2 separate regions of the Anas platyrhynchos genome follow, and region 1 is linked to region 2. A link is a contact called in public Hi-C data. All regions are on one chromosome and are shown on one strand. Each heading gives the region's core, a stretch centred on a gene start, on an enhancer-like site or on the middle of the called end of the contact. The rest is flanking DNA. Distances are from core to core; before and after follow the strand shown. Region 1 has its middle 30 kb from the start of RASSF10. Region 2 overlaps MICAL2 (microtubule associated monooxygenase, calponin and LIM domain containing 2).

What was found. Hi-C and Micro-C count contacts between places; a contact is called where the count stands out from the background.
Region 1: a Hi-C map of subcutaneous adipose tissue shows a contact between it and region 2, with 3 times the contacts expected there. The contact joins two enhancer-like sites. A contact is called at or near these places in 2 of 8 Hi-C or Micro-C datasets (skeletal muscle and subcutaneous adipose tissue).

What each region holds. Positions count from the first base shown.
Region 1 is chr5:66,341,557-66,344,256 of IASCAAS_PekinDuck_T2T, reverse strand. No RefSeq gene overlaps it. Among named protein-coding and RNA genes, the nearest start is that of RASSF10, 30 kb to the left of the region's middle. Within about 2 kb of position 1,331, at least 3 of the 8 cell types and tissues checked have an H3K27ac peak or open chromatin away from gene starts, as enhancers often do. A contact at or near this core is called in subcutaneous adipose tissue, where this site is marked.
Region 2 is chr5:66,046,953-66,049,652 of IASCAAS_PekinDuck_T2T, reverse strand. MICAL2 (microtubule associated monooxygenase, calponin and LIM domain containing 2) reads right to left here. Exons shown (of 36, transcript XM_072039424.1): 29 at 2,509-2,606; 30 at 1-330. Among named protein-coding and RNA genes, the nearest start is that of PARVA, 27 kb to the left of the region's middle. Within about 2 kb of position 1,437, at least 1 of the 8 cell types and tissues checked has an H3K27ac peak or open chromatin away from gene starts, as enhancers often do. A contact at or near this core is called in subcutaneous adipose tissue, where this site is marked.

The DNA of each region.
Region 1 (2,700 bases), core at 82-2,581, 290 kb before region 2:
TAAAATAGCCAGATACAAATCCTGAAGAGAATAAAGAAAGTAGAAAAAAACAAGCTCTCTGTATTGTATTCATATAGCAGCCCTGAACTTTGCAAGTGTTGTGAACTCTTCATGCAGTCAGAGAAATGTGCTATATTTTCTTTTAAAAGCCATTGGCAATGTAGCTGTACTGGTTGCATAGACATACTGTTTTTCGACCATGGCTCTGTGCTGCTGCTTGCTCTGGCTCTCAACACTGAGTCTAGAGCACTGGAGAGGCACTCGCCAACAAGCTGGCTGCTGTCCAGTGGAGAAAGGGGGGTTGCTGGTGCCTGCCTGCATGAGGTTGTTTGTTTCTGCAATTGTGCACCCTAGTCAGTGCTGACACTTCCCCTAGTTTTATGATTCAGCTCAGTGTTTAGTATTGGCCTAAGAGCCAGACCCGGAGGACTGCATGAGATGTAGAGACCTTATGATTATACATACTGAAGGGGATGTTTTCCATTCTCTTGAGTACAGCAGATTGGAAACACCAAAAAGTAAAGCAAAATTCCTTGAAATCATTCTTTTAAAAATTCCTATCATATGATTTTTGGATGCATGGCATAGTTTCTGGCTGGTTGAAGTTGACAATACCGCATTCATCTGTTTTCAGTTCAGCCATGGTAAAGTCAGTCTGCTTTGGCACTGCCTGCCTCTCTGAGCTCCCTTGTGTGCCAATGCAGCGCAGATGTAGCAGCAAAATGTTACTTCATGGTGCTTTTTGCTCACTGGCTTGGCAAATCGCTTGCACTAACCCAATCACATATTGGCGATGGGTTGTGTTCAATGCAGACGATGCATCTGGATGTGGTGGCTTTTGGGGAGAAAAGCCCTGCTACAGGGAGATGCCTCCTACCTGTTGACCTGGCTGATGAAGCATGAGCACACTGCTGGAAAGTTTGTTAGCTCTCTCTTGCAGCGCTGTGATTTGTACCGGGTACCAGGCAGATGGGAACAGAGAAAGGTGGCCAGTGGGTACAGTGTCTTGCATAATAAAGATAGCGAGCACTCAGAAGCAGGTCTTTGAACCATCCAGGGTGGAGAGGTAGAGGAGCTACTGATTCACCATCAGATTCACAGTTGTCAGCCCTGAAGGATGCACTGTGATAATCTAATCTGATCTCCTATGTGGTATAAATTGTGGAATTTCCCTGGCTTCATTTCTGCTCCGCACTCGCCCTGCTGTCCTGGTTTCAGCTAGGATAGAGTTAATTTTTCTCCTAGTAGCTAGGGTGTTATGTTTTGGGTTAGGATGAGAAGAGTGCTGATAACACGCTGATGTTTTAATTGTTGCAGAGCAGTGCTTACACCAAGCCAAGGACGTTTCAGCTTCTTGCTCTGTCCTGCCAGCGGGCAGGCTGGGGGTGCAGCAGGAGCTGGGAGGGGACAGACCCAGCACAGCTGACCCAAACTGGCCAAAGGGGTATTCCATCCCATCTGGGGTCATGCTGAACAACAGATAGGGGTGGCTGGCCAGGGTGGGGGGCCAGCTGCTTGGGGTTAGGCTGGGCATCAGTCAGCGGGTGGTGAGCAATTGCATTGTGCATCACTTGTTTCATACACATTATTAGTAGTAGTACTATTATCATCATTATTGTTATTATTATTATTGTTGTTGTTATTACTTTCCTGTCTTAATAAACTGTCTTTATCTCAACTCACAGGTTTCACTTTCCCGCTTCTCTCCCCCAATCCCAGAGAGGGAGGGGGGAGGGTGAGCGAACGGCTGTGTGGTGCTTAGCTGCCGGCTTGTTAAACCACAACACCTGCCCACCAGTGCGATCCCACCTCAGGTCAAAGGCTTTGAGCTGGCAGCCCCAGCGCAGCGCCGGGGCCCGCCGGCGGCCACCAGCCCTCGGACGCGCCGCGTAGGGAGCGCGCCCCGGAGAGTAGCCCCGAGGCCGGGACCGCTGGGTGTCGCTGCGGGGCTGCGGAAAGCAGGGCCGAGCTGCTCCGCTCCGCCTCTGCCGCCGCGCAGTGGCCGTGCCGGGCAGGACTTGGCCCGCCGGAGGCAAGGGGTGGGAAACGCTGCAGGGCGTTTGCATGGTCCGGGTGTTGGGGCCAGCTTCTGCGCTCGGTTATTCCGGGAAATTCATAAGTTGCGTCCTTGTAACCAGCTTTTGATGTCATCTTCCTTCCAGAGGCGTTTTAAATCAAAAGATGGACTGCTTTTCAGTCTGGAGCAAGACTGGGCATGAGGAACAATGGCTTTACCGTGAAGGTGGTCAAACACAGGAACAGGCATCCTAGGTTGATGCCCCAGGCCTGCTACTGTTTAGGAGGCACTTGGATAATGCCCTCATTAATGTGCTTGAACTTACATTTAGCCCTGAGGTGGTCAGGCAGTTGGACTTAGTGATCTTTGAAGGGCCCTTCCAACTGAACTCTTCTATTCTGTCCTGTCCTGTCCTGTCCTATCCTATCCTATCCTATCCCATCCGATCCCATCCCATCCCATCCCATCCCATCCCATCCCATCCCATCCCATCCCATCCCATCCCATCCCATCCCATCCCATCCTATCCTATCCTATCCTATCCTATCCTATCCTATCCTATCCTATCCTAAAAAAGATGTACAGTGTTCCCATGTTCTGGGTGATGAAAATCAGGCTGCAGAGGGAGCTAGTCTCAAGGTAAAACTCTCTGCTGTATGTCCTTTTCCCGTCAGTTGATGTGA
Region 2 (2,700 bases), core at 188-2,687:
TTTCAAACACAGACATGGCAGCACTTTGGCATTGCTGTTAAAACCTTGTGATTCAGAGGTGTAATTCTGTTTGTTTTCATTCCAGCTCTGGCCCGTACATGTTCCAGTGTGACAATCTATATCTTCAGGCTCCAAAAAATCATCAGTCAGCGTCCCATTTCCACGAGGGATCCGTGGAGAACCTCTGGCCCTGCTCTGAAATGGACAATGAGGCATGTAGAGATGGACATCTTCATGCATCTCTCTGACTTTTTCTTTTCTTTGAGATACTGGGCTGTAGCGTTGGACGTGTCCTCTTGTAACTTTTGGTGGATTCTTGTAAGAAGTCAACTGTCAAGTGTAAGGGAAAAAAGTTAACTGGTGTTAGAAAAATATAGTTTACTGTATCTTTTATTCTATATAATATTTCAATCAATTTAAATATTAACATGATACTATCATAATTTTTTATATATAGATACACACACATACATAGATGACAATACAGTAAGAAAAAAAAAAGAAAGCTTTTCTCCCTAAAGGGATAATATTTACCTAGGAGAGGAGATCTAATATTCTATGGGAAGTTTTAATAGTCTGCAAATAACGTAATTCTACTAAGAATCTGTCATGTCTTTATGAATCATCTTCAACGTTTTCCTTGGAAAGAAAGAGTCCTACCTACAGGAAAATACACAAAGTCGATCTGCTCTATTCTCCTGCGTACGTTTCAGTTGCATCACATTACAGTTTACAGCAAGCAGAGGAGGCCATAATCCATCCTCTCCAACCACTTTTATAATATTGTATGCTCACATGGTGCAGGTACAAATGAATGAAGTAACCCAGAAATAATTGTAAAATGCAAGATGGTAGTTTAAACAATTCAATTAGTTCTCTTTTATTATTTTTTTTTCCTTTGGTGAAGATTTAAATTAATTACTCCAACCACTAAAACATTCTGCTGTAGACAGTAACAAGAATAAGTGCCCACATTACCTAGCCAACAGACCAAAACTACAGTTTTTTTTTCTTTTTAAAAGGTGGGGCATTTTATCCTCAATGCTATGAGATAACGGATGGCTAGAAGATTTAATTCCTGTTTCCACTTCTATGCCAGATTCCCAAATTCACATGCGTAAAGCCATTAATCTAACTTCTCATTTCCTAGATGCATAGGAAGTCGCATAGGAAGTAAGGTAATAATGATTACTTTCTGCTTCGTAGTTGTATTTGATGACTGAAATTAACACTGGCCAGGATCTCAGATAAAAACATGAGAAACACCAATAAATGAATAAACACCCACTTAATATCTCTTTAGAGTAAGAGAAATGCTGCCAAGCGATATGTGTCAAGTGGAAATCGCAGCATGACGATCATCTCTCCTTGTGTGCAGCATGGCCAGGCAGCATTGTGCTGCTCTGCCCTCCAGGGACACTCCCTTCCTGGCCCTATTGTGCTGGACCGGATTTCAGCTAGCACCATGGATGTTGAAGATTCGATTTTTTTGGAACACAGACCCTGAGGTCAAGCAATTTTAATCACTTTAACCCAAGGGTGAGGACAACAGGCTAGGACACAGAGGACTTGGCCTGGCTCTTAGTCAGGGGGACGGACTGTGCTCTGCTCATGACTGTTGGTCATGACTTCTGCTACAGTGTTATGCTTGCAACAGGCCCACCCTTCCTCATCCAAAGCAGAAACTACAAAAGGAAGCCTAGGACTTGTAGGAACCTGAAGATGCTCACGAGCTGGGGGAGGTGTAGAGTCAAGAGCTTGCTGTGAATTAGGAAAAGAAGTCTTCTGCCCATCTAATGCTAGTGGTAAACATCAGACACGTACATCTAAGGGCACTAGCAGCCTAAAGTCTCCCCATCTCCTTTGCTAGGTTTCCTCTGGCCAGTGCTATGCAACTGCTTGACACCTCACCTCAGCTCTCAGATCTGCTCTCTAAGACCAGTGCTGGCACTTGCCTCTCATCCCATAGCACAGCAACAGAGGGAGCATTTAAACCATCTGGATGTGATACCCTCTTACTGCCCCAGTACTGACATGTGTCCTTTTGCCCAACACACACCACCTGAAGACCCACCTCCCATCCAGACCTATGAGCATGTGGCTAGACCAACAGCTAGCTCAGGAGCACCAAGAGCCAGAGATCTGGGGTTTGCTCTCCTTTGAGAAAAAACTGTGGCACAAAGCAAATGCCAGTGGCAACTAAGCCCTGTGTTGTGAAGGAAGCTTACATATTGGCTGACACAAGAGGTTAGTGTCCAAATCTCAGCATGATCAAAGTCTTAGTCTCACAGAAAGCAAATGTGACTTAGCCACGTGATTTGGGAATGGTTATACCAATCAGAGCAGAATCTCTTCCCTATGTATAACAGCATAACTCCAACTTTTGCTGGTTACTGAGAGTACCAAAACTATGTAAAAGAGCAAAGGATGCTCAGACAATCCTGCTGCAAGCAGGCATGTCCCAACAGTAGTAGCGCTAGTGCTACTCTGATCAATTCTCTTTCATACCTGTGTTTGGAACTGATCCTCTCTGAGATCACTTTGACAGCTGGCTGAGCTCTCCTTCCAGTGTAGCCCAGGTTTCTTGTTAGAAAGCAGAGGGAAATCTGCCAAAAAACACCACCACCACATTTTTACTATCATATTCACATTATTACCTTAAATAAAATTCACAATTAAAGAACGACAATAAAAAGTTAA